Regions from separate parts of the Sus scrofa genome. Here region 2 is linked to region 1. The links are chromatin contacts, called in public HiChIP or PLAC-seq maps. All regions are on one chromosome and are shown on one strand. The core of a region is the stretch at or near the end of the contact, and the rest is flanking DNA. Distances in the headings are between cores, read along the strand shown.

Region 1 (6,974 bases), core at 3,419-5,918:
GCCGGTAGTAACTGGAAGTCACTGCGCTGTTCGCAGGCGCCGCGCTTCGGCCTAGATAAGTGTACTCACAGCCCTATTCTCCGCCCCCAAAGCCTCCTGGCAACCAATTCTCGGCGGGGAAGCCGTGACGTCAGCTGTTGCCGGGCGGACTTTGGAGTGCCTCCTGGGCCTTCACCTGCAAGATCCTTAGGGGATGTCGTCTCAGAGTGAGGGCGGCTGGGAGATGGAAAGGGGGCGAGGAGCAGCGGGGAAAAAAAGATGGGAGAAGAAAAGATATAGTCTGGAGTTTCTGTCGTGGTGCAGCAGAAACGAATCCGACTAGGAACCTTGAAGTTGTGTGTTCAATCCCTGGCCCCGCTCAGTGGGTTAAGGATCTGCCGTTGTGGTGAGCTGTGGTGGAGGTCGCAGATGCGGCTTGGATCTGGACTTGCAGTGGCTGTGGTGTAGGCTGGCAGCTGTAGCTCTGATTAGGCCCCTAGCCTGGGAACCTCCATATGCCTGCGGGTGCGGCCCTAAAAAGCAAAAAAAGAAAAGAAAAAAGAAAACGAAAGATGTATTTTTGTAAGATCCTACAACGAGGGAAAAACCTTAGAGTTACCTAGCCTAACATCCCATTCAATGCTGGCTTGATGTCAGGGAATGGGAAGCTCACTCCCACACTCCTCCGCAGTTGGCCTATTTTGATGGAGAGAAGATTCTCTCTGTATTGAATTAAAATCTGCCTCTGAAAACTTGCACCTGCTCATGAGGACCTGCGGAACAGCTTAATGCCTCTTACACAGGACAACTTATATCACATTTTGGTCAAAATCAGCACATATGCATTCCCATTTGGCGTGCGGGGAAGGCGAGGGAGCAAGCCTAAGTGTTGACTCGCCTGATTCATAACAAGCTGAATGCTTTTCTTTTTGAAAAAAGAAAAAAAGAAAATATTGGTGAATTTCAGAATAATAACAAAGAAGACACAAAATGAAAAAAATAGTTGATGAATAAAACTTCGGCTCTGAGGACTCCCTTGCTAAGTAGCTGCATCGGCTTGATTAGGAGCAGTGTTCTCATTTCTCCTGCAGACCAGTGAAACCCAGGCTAAGTGGATAGAAAAGAGACATTTCACCGTCTATCAGTCATTGAGTCTCCATGGAATTTGCAGGCCAGTTGGAACCCACAAATACTATGAAAATAGGGTCGCAAAAGTAAATAGCATTTTCCTCTGGAAACTTATACATACCACTAGAGGGAGTTCCAGAAGAAAAATTACTGTGTGCGAAGGTTAAGGACAGAATTTACTGTTTACTGTGTCCTTTCATGGTTCACATGGATCCTTTCATGTAATTCTGGTCCCAGCCCTAGTGAGGTGGATTTCATTATCCCCACGTACAGACGAGAAAGCTGAGGTGTCCACCTGTCAGAGTGTACAACTTTGTGCACAGTGATTTTTTTTTTTTTTTTTTTAGGGCCACACCTGCGGCATATGGAGGTTCCCAGGCTAGGGGTCGAATCAGAGCTACAGCTGCCGGCCTACACCACAGCCACTTCAATGCAGGATCCGAGCCTCGTCTGCGACCTACACCACAGCTCAGAGCAACACTGGATCCTTAACCCACTGAGCAAGGCCAAGGATCAAACCTGAAACCTCATGGTTCCTAGCCACTGCGCCACAATGGGAACTCCTGCACATGCTCTTTGAACCAAACTCCTCCTATGTAGAAAGCAGCGAATTTCCTGGGCATTCCACCAGGGCAGTTGCACAGAGCCCATGCTTAGGAGAGGACACTGTGTTTGGGCTTTAATATTCTGTCACTATCTTGCAATTCTTAATTTTTAAATTATTTTTTTCTTCTAAAATTCTTAATTTTATCGTTCAATTTGTTTTTGTTAGTGAAGTCCGACAGGGTAATAGACCATGCACCGAGAGCTTGGAGCCTAAGACCAAGCTTAGTCTCCCTTCTCAGCCTCCCCAGGACTGGTTTTCAGATGCCTTCAATTCCCCTCCACCCCTCACTCCACCCCCAGGAACCAGTGCCACCCTCTGTGCCACCGTCTCCTGGCAGGGGCCTGGGCCCAGAGGAGGGGTGGGGTCAGGCATACACATCTGTCTTGCCAAGTTGAGAGGCAGGACCCCAGGCACTTGGGAAGGCCTGCATTCACCCACCTCCTTAAGGACCTTTGTGCCTGAAGGAATGTAACATTAAATAGCAAAAAACAAAAACTAAGGAAACATAACAGATCAAGAATGAAACTACAGAACAAAGGAAAGGATTTTTTCCTGCTATTTGAACAAGAGTTTTCTGAGTTTGGTTCCAGAGTTTTATTCTGTACCAGGCCCTTCAAATTATGTAGCTGGCCTAATAGACTGATATTTATTGTCAGATTACATGTAAAAGCAAAAAGACTGAAAATGATGGCCTGGGAGTTCCCGTTGTGGCTAGGGCTAGACAATTTCAAGCACCTATGACCCCCAAAACCTGCCCAGGAAAGCCTCTTGTGCCTGACTCTCTTACTTGAATCTGAACTTGCATCATGAAGGAAGAGCATCAGCTGGATATGTTAGGTTCTAGAAGGAGAGAATCCCCACTTGAGAGGAAGTGGGGCATGTACAGAAACCCCTCTTCCCACCTAGGTCACCCCTCTGGACCTTGACTGTTACACTGATGACTCCAGAATAGCCAGCCTGCTTGTGCCCAGACTCCAGTTGCCTTGCAGAGAGAAAGAATACACCACTCCCAGACTCAGCTGACCAGAGTCTGCCCTTCTAGCCCCTCATGACCACCTCAGACAAAAGCAGAAAATGTACTTCCAGGCATATTACTAGCCTCTGAAGAGCGCTGCCATAGATATAGATATAGATAGTCTTTTTAGGGCCACATCCTCAGGGTATGGAAATTCCCAGGCTAGGGGTGAAATCCGAGCTACAGCTGCCAGCTTATACCACAGCCACAGCAACATAGGATCCAAGCCGTCTCTGCAAACTACACTACAATGCCAGATCCTTAACCCAGTGAGCAAGGCCAGGGGCTGAACCTATGTCCTCGTGGATACTAGTTGGGTTTGCAACTGCTGAGTCACGACAGGAACTTCCCCTATGTAGTTTTTTGTGGTATTGGATATGGTCTATGTGTGTGCAGTCCGAGGCAGGAACCACTAGCTGTATGTGTTACTGAGCATTTGAAATATAGCCAGTGCAAGAAAGGAACTGAATTTTAAATTTCATTTAGCCTTAATTTATGGCACTCCCCCCTCCCCCCCCCCGCCGCCTCACCCACAGCATGTGGACAGTCCCAGGCCAGGGATCGAGCCCATACCACAGCAGTGACCCAAGCCATGCAGTGACAAGGCTGGATCCTTAACCTGCTTTGCCACGAAACAACCCTTAGTCTTAACTTCAATGGGCACTTGGGACTAGTGATTACAGTGTAGGAGAGCCTGGATTTAAATGGGCATGGCTTGAAATCATCCATCCTGACTTACTTTTTTTCTTGATAAGACATCCTTATTTTATGATTGAAAACATATTTTTCAATCAGAGTTCCTGTCATGGCTCAGTGGTTAAAGAATTCGACTAGGAACCATGGGGTTTCAGGTTCAATCCCTGGCCTTGCTCAGTGGGTTAAGGATCCAGCGTCGCCGTGAGCTGTGGTGTAGGTTGCAGAAGCGGCTCGGATCCCGCGTTGCTCTGGCTCTGGTGGTAGGCCGGCAGCTGCAGTTCCATTTAGACCCTTAGCCTGAGAACCTCCATATGTTGCAGGGGCGGCCCTAGAATAGGCAAAAAGACAAAAGAAAAAAAAAAAAAAGAAAGTATATTTTTCAAAAGTGGTGCTGATGCTGGTCACACCCTTCAGTAATCAGCTGAGTCTAGGGGTAAGGAAAAGGGTCATATTTCTATCCTGGATCACACTTCCCTCTGACACAAGAAAGTCCGAGGCAGGGAGATGTGTCCTGGTTTCCGGTCTGTCCTTGCTGACTTGGAGGATTTTTCTTTCTTCATGCTTGCCTCTCCAATCACAAGCGACCATCAACACTTGACATGTGACTCGTGGCTTTCCTAAATGTATTATTTGGAAGGGAGACGCTAACAAAGCCCAAGTGACCATCTGAACAGAAGAAAGAGCGTTCAGATTTGCAGTGGGAGAGAGGGAGGTCAGATGTCAAGAGAAATGGCCTGTTAATGACAGTTAGGAGACCACAGAAATGGGAAACTAAGCCTACAGGTTGCTTCTTTTAAAAAAATTCAACACAGAGCCCTCTCTTTGGCTAATACCTGGAGGAAAGGGGCTGAAGGGACCTTACAGGATACATGGAGGTCCAGCGAGTGATCCATCCCAACAGGTCAGATCCTAGAAGCTCCCTCAAAGGCTGGATGGCTGGGAGGGAGCGGGGGAGGAAGGCCCAGTACCAGGCAGCCTCCGCTCCGTAGCTCTGAGTGGGGGTGGGAAGGCAAACCCCGGTCATCCCCTCACTCTGTAGCCCTTTTGTGTAAGTGCCTGGCAAGGATGACGTGGGGCTGTTCCTGGGAGCACAGCTGGGCTCTGCCGGGAGGAGGCAGGGCCCTGGGAGCTCTGCCCACGGCATCCTCCCCTAGGGCTTTTTCAGCAGCAGAGGACACGCGCCCAAGGGCCTCTGCTTGGCCTGACCCTGCCGCGGGGGCTCTCTGTCCCCACTGACACTGAGATGGCAAGTTTGTTGAGCACCTCTCTGCCCAGCTGCCTCCCCTCCCTCCTCCTCGTCCTCCTCCAGCTGTCTTCCAGCTCTGCAGGTAAGGTTTCTCTTTCTTCCTGCCCTAGGGAGACCCAAGCACAGATACCCTAGTTCCCTGGGCTCACCTCTTTCAACTCATCCTTCAGTTGATATACAAGTTATCTTTCCAAACAGAGATGTGCTGACGTGGTGCCCTTAGACAGTGTCAGTGGCTCCCTACAGGCTTCAGAAGGAAAGCCAATTCTATTATGTGACCTTGACTCAACGTTCTCCTTGAACTGGTTCTTACATATCTTTCCAGCTTCGATTTCTTACCTATCAAATGGGGAATATCATAATAACAGCCTCTTGGAATTGCTGTCAGGGTTCACTGAAATGAAGCATATAACATGCTTGGCCGTGCTGGTCCCATGGTCAGTCTCCATAAATATTGGCTGAGTTGTAGTGTCTTGTCATGATTGACATTTCTGTTCTACACAATCAGGCACTAATAAGTTTTTGCAGAGGAGCCCTGCTCCCAGAAGACAGATGCCAAACCTTGGGGAGCTGCCTACAGAGGACGCCCAGACCAGGCACTTGCATGGGAAATCCTTACAGGTCTAATGGAGAAACCAGCCTCAACTTCAAGTAGCTCCAAGTCTGATGAGGAGCCGCATCCCAGAGGAAAATACTGGGAGCATGTACAGGGCAGGGTCCCGGAATTGTAGCAAGATACAGAGGATGAGAAAAAGGAAATTGAGCCACTTCTTGGGTAGATCTCAGAAAGAATGTAGGACCAGGATGTGAACAGGGACAGAGGGTTGGGAAGTGATGGAGAGGTGGTGGTGGAGGAATGATCAAAGCAAACCCTCTAAGAGGAGAATGAGGATCAGTTTGGCTAAGTCTGAACAGGAGGCCCATAGGACAATCAAAACGCAAGATGCTGGGCCACATTCCAAGAGGAGACCTAAAGGATGGGAGGACCACATGCTAGAATATTCTGTCCAGGGCACTCATGGTATCTCTCTAACTAGAGACCTTTAAGAAAAATTGAGATTCCCCTGGCTCTAGAATCCATTTAAAAATCAAATGTCTTGGGAGTTCCCTTTGTGGCTCAGTGTGTTATGAACCCGACTAGTATCCATGAGGAGGAGGGTTTGATCCCTGGCCTCACTCAGTGGGTTAAGGATCCAGCGTTGCCCTGAGCTGTGTTGTAGGTGGAAGATGCAGCTCAGATTCCATGTTGCTGTGGCTGTGGTGTAGGCCAGCAGCTGCAGCTCTGATTTGACCCTTAGCCTGGGAACTCCATATGCTGCAAATGCAGCCTTAAAAAGCAAATAAAAATAAAATAAAATAAAATAAAATAAAAAATGTCTTAATCTTTCTCTGTTTTGAAGCAGCCCTTGCCAGAACATACTTGTTTGTCAAGTTTCCCTCTGATGCTCAGTTTTTTTTCTCTCGTGTCTTGGACAGGACAGTTCAGAGTAATAGGACCAGGGCACCCCATCCGGGCACTGGTGGGGGACGAAGTGGAATTGCCATGTCGCATCTTGCCTGGAAAGAATGCTACAGGCATGGAGGTGGGATGGTACCGGCCCCCCTTCTCCAGGGTGGTTCATCTCTACCGAAATGGCAAGGACCAAGATGAAGAGCAGGCGCCTGAATACCGGGGCCGGACAGAGCTGCTGAAAGAGACTATCGGGGAGGGGAAGGTGACCCTCAGGATCCGGCATGTAAGGTTCTCAGATGAAGGAGGTTTCACCTGCTTCTTCCGAGATCATTCTTACCAAGAGGAGGCAGCGATGGAATTGAAAGTGGAAGGTGAGTAGAGCATATGATAGTAGGTACTGGCTTTTGGGTGGCCAAGATCTCTCTTTGAGTTTCAATCATCCTCTCAGTTGAGATGACACCCTTCAACCCAAACAGCTCACTCCTGGGAGTGGAGGAACTTATATGCACTCAATGTCCCATACATCCGATATTCTGAGTGGGAAAGAAACCAGAATCAGAGTCCATGCCCAAGAATAGGGAAGTGACTCAGCAAATACTGTTATCCATACAGTGAATAGCAGGCAGCCATGAAAAAGATTGTTTTAGGGGGAATTCTCCATGGCTCAGTGGGTCAAGGATCTGGCATTGTCACTGCAGCGGCTCTGGTTACTGCTGGGGTGTAGGTTCGATCCCTGGCCCGGGGAACTTCCAGCCAAAAAAAAAAAATTGTTTTAGGGCCATACCACATGGCTTGGAGGCATTCCACAAGGTATTGTTGTGTGATAAAAGCAAGCTACAGGATGTAGGGA
Region 2 (6,465 bases), core at 966-3,465, 160 kb after region 1:
GTTTTTATGGAAGCTTCATCACACAAGCGTGACTGATTAACTCATTGGCCAGTGGTGATTGATTCAACCTCTAGCCTCTTCCCAGAAATGAGGGGATGGAGACTGAGAGTTCCAACCCTCTTTTTTTCTGGTTGTTTTCCCTGGCAACCAGCACCCATCCTCAGGTGACTTCCAAAAGTCACCTCATTAACATAAGCTCAGTTGTTTTTCATAACAAGCCACCCTGGAGTTCCCATTGCGGCTCAGCGGTAAGGAAACCAACTAGTAACCATGAGGATGCACGTTTGATCCCTTGCCTCCCTCAGTGGGTTAAGGATCTGGGGTTGCTGTGAGCTGTGGTGTGGGTCACAGACGCAGCTCATATCTGGCATTGCTGTGGCTGTGGTGTAGACCAGCAGCTACAGCTCCGATTCAACCCCTAACCTGGGAACCTCCATATGTCACAGGTGAGGCCCTAAAAATAAATAAATAAACAAACAAACAAACAAATAAATAACAAGCTACTCATTTCACCTTTATGAATCTGAAGAATTTTTAGGAAAGGAGGACAACATATCACATAGCATAACAAGAGATGTTCCCACTGCTTTTATCCTTCAGGAAATTCCAAAGGTATAGGGAATTGTTGAACCAGAAATTATGCACAAAAGTCAAATATATATGAGAAATATATCTCAATGACCAAACATCTACTTCTTACAAATCACAATATCACAAATGTGATGGGCCTGTTACAGTGCTTGGCATTTAGTAAGCAGTTAATGTTGAAGATGGTGTTGGGGCAGATTCCCTTAGAATGAGCTCCTGGAGGGAAGCTCAGTGAATGATGTCTCAGATGACAAGTCCAAGTCAGAATCATACTGGTGTAAGCATCTTAAATGGGCACCAAAAAGAATGTATTTAGAAGTAAGAAAACCCTGGGAGTTCCCGTCGTGGCGCAGTGGTTAACGAATCCAACTAGGAACCATGAGGTTGCGGGTTCGGCCCCTGCCCTTGCTCAGTGGGTTAAGGATCCAGCGTTGCCGTGAGCTGTGATGTAGGTGCAGACGCGGCTCGGATCCTGCGTTGCTGTGGCTCTGGTGTAGGCCGGTGGCTACAGCTCCGATTGGACCCCTAGCCTGGGAACCTCCATATGCCACAGGAGCGGCCCAAGAAATGGCAAAAAGACCAAAAAAAAAAAAAAGTAAGAAAACCCTCACTTATCTATTCTTTTTCTCATATGTGATGGAGAAACCTGGGGCAAAGTTGAAAACCTGGGATAAGTCCAGTCAAGCACTCTAGGGCAAACATGACGGAGGTGGCAGAACCAGAATCTCAGATACTCAGAACCACAGGTGAAGGAAGAAGTGGAGCCAGGAGCGGCCTCTGGTCACAGCCTCTCTAGGGCTGGATGTGCCCTGACTTCAAAAAAAGTGTAGCTTCATTGCCTGGATGTCGGAGTAGGGAATTAAAAAAAAGAAAGAAAGAAAGAAGGAGTTCCCATCATGGCACAGGGGAAACGAATCCGACTAAGAACCATGAGGTTGCGGGTTCCATCCCTGGCCTCACTCAGTGGGTTAAGAATCAAGACATTGCCATGAACTGTGGTGTAGGTGGCAGACGTGGCTCTCAGATCTGATGTTGCTGTGTTGTAGGCTGGCAGTTGCAGCTCCAATTGGACCCCTAGTCTGGGAACCTCCACATACTGCAGATGCGGCTCTAAAAAAGCAAAAACAAGAAAGGAGGGAAGGAAGGAAGGAAGGAAGGAAGGAAGGAAGGAAGGAAATATATTCTAATTCACGGAAGAACAAAAACCTAAACTAATGAGAATTGCTGTGTAGATTATCTTTAATTTGGGACTAGGGGGCTATCACCAGTGAAGAGTATCTTGGTAAATTCTCTCCCTCCCATCCCCATTAGAAAGAAGACTTAAGAGCTAATTATCCTCATCATGACAATAAAGCCATTACCATCCCCTCACAGCAGTCTCTTTGTATAGGGATTCTGAGACTGAGTGAGTGGCCCAAAGAACCAAGCAGAAATAACAATGAATGCACAAGTCAAGGTGCCCACCCTGCAGATGTAAAGGCCTGCTATTCCGGTCTTGGCTCAGTCAATGACTTTGACCTTTGGAAAATCACCCCCATTTGCGTGCTGCTTCTACCCCCTGAGCATCAGCTTGTTCCTCATAGAAAAGGGGACCAACTTTGGGTACTTCCTTCTAGTCTCTTGGGAAAGCAATGACCTCATACCTTTGGGCTCAGGGAAAACCATGAGCTCTAGAAACAGGAAGACCCTGATTCATATCCTGACTCACATGTTAGTTGTGTGATCTTTGGGAGGTTTACTTAATCTCCTTGAGCTTCCAGATTCCTGGTTTGAAAACTGGGGACAAGAACCCATCTTAGGATACTGTTATCAAAAATAAATAAGGGCGTTCCTGCCATGGTGCAGTGGCATAATTCGTTTCTGCCAGGCACGCTGTGAGTCAAGTGGTCAGTCTGAATTTTTTTTTTCAGTTTCACAAGAAAACAGACCAGTACACTGACATGCTCAAGGAATTTTGTTTTTACTCTTTAAATCCTGAGTGGCTGTGACAGTCCAGGCTGTGGTGGCTGGAATGGGACACCTCCTCTGCTCTAGACTCAGGACTCAGATCCTAGCCTGGGAACTTCCATATGCTGCAGGTGCAGCCATAAAAAGACAAAGAAAAGGAAAAAAAGGTAGTTCCCTGGTGGCCTAGCAGTTAAGGATTAAACATTGTCACTGCTGTGGTGCCAGTTCAATTCCTGGCCCTGGGAATTTCCACATGCCATGGGTGTGGCCAAAACTCCAAGAAAACCCAAAGCAAACAAACCAAAAAACACATGAAAAAATGACCCCTTTCCACAAGGGAAGATACTACCTGGAGAAGTGCCACCCTAAGAACGTCAATTACAGAACAGTCTGAAGGAGACTAAAAATCAGTATTTTTCGGAGTTCCTGTCATGGCTCAGTGGTAACGAATCCAACTAGTACCCATGAGGACGTGAGTTCGATCCCTGGCTTTGCTCAGTGGGTTAAAGATCCGGCATTGCCATGAGCTGTGGTGTAGGTTGCAGACGCGGCTTGGATCCTGCGTTGCTGTGGCTCTGGCATAGGCCAGCATCTACAGCTCTGATTCGACCCCTAGCCTGGGAACCTCCATATGCCGAGGGTGTGGCCCTAGAAAGAAAAAAAAAAGAAAAGAAAAGTAATTTAGCACAAATCTCTGCTGAGAGAGCTCCTAACATTTCCCTCCCAGGAAGAGGGCAGTCAATCCAGCAGGAAAGGGGCGGAGGCAGGAGGCAGCCATAAGCAGAGACAGATAAACATGTGAGAAGCTTAAGGAAGCACTAATTCCATAGGACAACAATAACCGTGACTAAGTGGATGCATACTAAAGTGTGTATGAGATTGTTTTTCAGACATCAAAACTTGGAGGAAAACCAGTACAGGAAGTAAGAGTAATCATAGTTTGGCCTCATGACCAGCTGTAACTCCCTTGGACACAGACATGATAATGAACATAGTCAGCAATCAGCCAACCGATGTCAGGTGTCTACCTTGAAGGGAGGGAAAGGATGGGACGTGCGGGTGAGCGTGGCAGGTGTGCGGGTGAGCCTGGTGGGTGGTATGGGGAGGAACAGAGCTCATCTTCCTTCTCCACAGTGGAAAATTAGAGGACCATGCCCCAAACTCATGTTATTTACAAAAAATGAAGGTGAACACCAAAATAAAAAGAACGAACGGGGACATGAGGGAGCGGAACGAGGCAGGGTTCTGTTCTCTCTGCAGTGATAAGCATTATAGATCTGCTTGACCATATGGGCAGGTGCAGTTCATAAAAAACAACTTAAAATGTGAATATAAAAAGTTTCAAATTTCAAAGAATCTGTTGAATAAATCTAGCTGTCAACTTTCTGTACTAAGATGGCATCACACTTTTTTTTTTTTTTTCCCTTCTTTTCAGCCACACTTGTGGCATACGGAAGTTCCTGGGCCAGGGATGGCGTCTAAGCTGCAGCTGTGACCTCCACCACAGCTGTAGCAATTGCTGGATCCTTAACCCACTGCACCAGACTGGGGACTGAACCTGTGCCTTAGTAGTGACTCGAGCCACTGCAGAGACAATACCAGATCCTTAACCCACTGCCCCACAGCAGATACTCCCATCATATGCGTTTATTATCACACATTTTATTCTTTTACAAGGGTTTCTACAGTTTTAGAAGTATGACACTCATAAAACTCATTAAAGCAACAATGACCTGAATGCATTAATACTTGTTCAAATGGAAATGTTCCCTATTTAATAACTATTAGCTTTTAATTATACAATAATCACCTTAGAAAGTTTCAGAAATCTTTCGCTGTTATATAAAAACTCTTTCCCAAAAAAAGGGTAAAAGGCATTTTGGGAATTATGAAATTATTTTGTGAAGGATTAGTAGTGTATAATTCTAGGAGATGGTTCCTATCAATCAACAAAATACATTTAACATTTCAAAAATAAGCTAGTAATTATTGTCTCCCAAGATTCAAATATGAATGAAGAGACTTCATTATAATTAATAATGCATGTCTTATTTCTAAGAATTGACATATTTTGCATATATGTATTTAGAAAGATTTATTTTTTTAAAGGGAAAACATTAATGAGTCCACAAATGACAGTACAGGGAGGAAAAATGCTCTTTGCCATTAGTAAAATCTGTGACGTACTATTTGTAATCCTCTCTTTTCTACCTTTAAGACGGCAATTTAAAGAAAATCAAAAATAGACAAAAATGGTCAGAGAGCTGAATGTTAGGAGGCAGAACTGAGTCTCTGTAGGTTCTATTTCCTTGGGGCGCTGCTTATTTTCCAGGGAAGGACTGTGGGTGTGCCGGGCTGGAAAGGGGAGCCCCAGGCCCCACGGAGCCAGATCTCAGCACAGGTCACCGCTGCAGGAGAGGAGAGCAAGGTGGAACTTGGCGTTGTCTGGCCTGCGTCCCGTGGGGGCTCTTCTTTGGGGACTTCCAGAAATGACAGTATGTGTGCAAGCAGAAGACAGTAAGCAAAGCTCCAGTGCTCTAAAGGACCCCAAAGGAGGACAGCAGAAAAACCTGGGCTACCACCATCAATGGATCCTCTTTGACTGCAAAGGTCTGGTGATACGTGGGTTACAATAAAATATATGAATCCAGGCTGTTCATTCAACAAGTTTTTATTGAGCACCTACTCTGTGCCAAGCACTGCACCAGGTGCCATGGAGAATACAAGAGAAGTACAAGATATGGTTATCCGCCCTCAAAGAACTTACAAAACGAGAGGCAGAAGTCAGATGTACATGGGACTCAGGCAGCATGTGATGTGTACAAAGAGTGCAAGTTCAGACAATGCAGTGGCCAAGAGACCACTGAGATCCGCAGGGGCTGGGAACAGTCTCCGGGGGTGGGGGGCAAACACTGGCAGGGCGGGCATTGGCAGAGCGCCCGGAATGGGTATGGACAAAGGCTGCAAGGTAACTGCCTGGAGCAGGAGGTTGCGTTAAACTGTGTGCGCTAGGGGAGCCTGGACAGACTCTGGGACTTGGGTTGGGCCCATGGACAGTGACCAACACTTTGATCCCTCTTGATGGGAAGACCTGGTGGGTTGTTGGGGTTGCTGGCTGCCTTCCTCTCTTCAGCTGGCACAGCCCTGTCTTGCCCTCCCCAGCCCCTCTCCCGGGAAAATGGAACCTGGGCGTTGAGTGGGGCCAGTGCGGAAGCTTAATACCCTGCTGGTACCCTGATCAGGGCTAGCAAGGCAGGGGCGGTCTTGCCTGACTGGATATTCACCCTGGTGCTTTTTTATATAAACTAACCAACTATCGAATATTCTGGATTCTTTTAAAAACTTTCCTCAGGAGGACCAGCACAGAGAGATAATTTATTGATCACCGATCACAACTACCCTAACGCCACATGTATCCAGATCCTTCCTCTTAGACCACAGGTGGCTTCAGGGAGTCCCACCTCCTCGTGCCGGAAACCTCACATGCTCAGCTTGGGTCCCAGAGAAGCAGGGACTCCTCTCTGGACCTTCTGAGCAGATGCTTTCCACTGGCCCCAGGCACCTTAAACGGCCTGGGAAGTCTCAGTGGACTGCCACTCAGTTCATGTCCAACATTTCCATGTGCCTTTAACTCTGAGTCAGGGTGGCAGCAGGTGTGTTTAAAGGGCCAGGGAAGGCAGGTAAAGAAGCAGATTTGGGCAAAGGGAAGTCATGGGATTGGAGGACAGAAAAATGGCCTTGGGTGTACCAAGACCAAAGACCAGTTTGGTCTTTCCCAAGAACAGGGGGGCAAGAAAATGCTGCCTTGCCTCTGCTCGCCAAGGAGAGGCTGGGGCTGGGTTGAAGGCAGTGGGCAGGAGGGAGGAGCCCTCATGGACTTCAGGGTTGGAAGTCCGCACAGGAACCTCCGGAGGCAGGAGAAGAGGGCTG

The links. HiChIP or PLAC-seq counts read pairs in DNA pulled down with a chosen protein or histone mark.
Region 2: a contact with region 1 is called in an H3K27ac HiChIP or PLAC-seq map of alveolar macrophages. The contact joins the enhancer-like site here to the promoter of MOG in region 1. A contact is called at or near these places in 8 of 47 Hi-C or Micro-C datasets (fetal skeletal muscle, liver, mesenteric adipose tissue and 4 more) and 1 of 2 datasets of contacts at active chromatin or transcription factors (alveolar macrophages).

Annotation. Positions count from the first base shown.
Region 1 is chr7:22,590,897-22,597,870 of Sscrofa11.1, forward strand. MOG (myelin oligodendrocyte glycoprotein) reads left to right here and starts at 4,669. Exons shown (of 8, transcript NM_001123139.1): 1 at 4,669-4,753; 2 at 6,148-6,495. The coding sequence starts at 4,669.
Region 2 is chr7:22,751,151-22,757,615 of Sscrofa11.1, forward strand. No RefSeq gene overlaps it. Among named protein-coding and RNA genes, the nearest start is that of TRIM26, 13 kb to the right of the region's middle. Within about 2 kb of position 2,216, at least 5 of the 83 cell types and tissues checked have an H3K27ac peak or open chromatin away from gene starts, as enhancers often do. A contact at or near this core is called in alveolar macrophages, where this site is marked.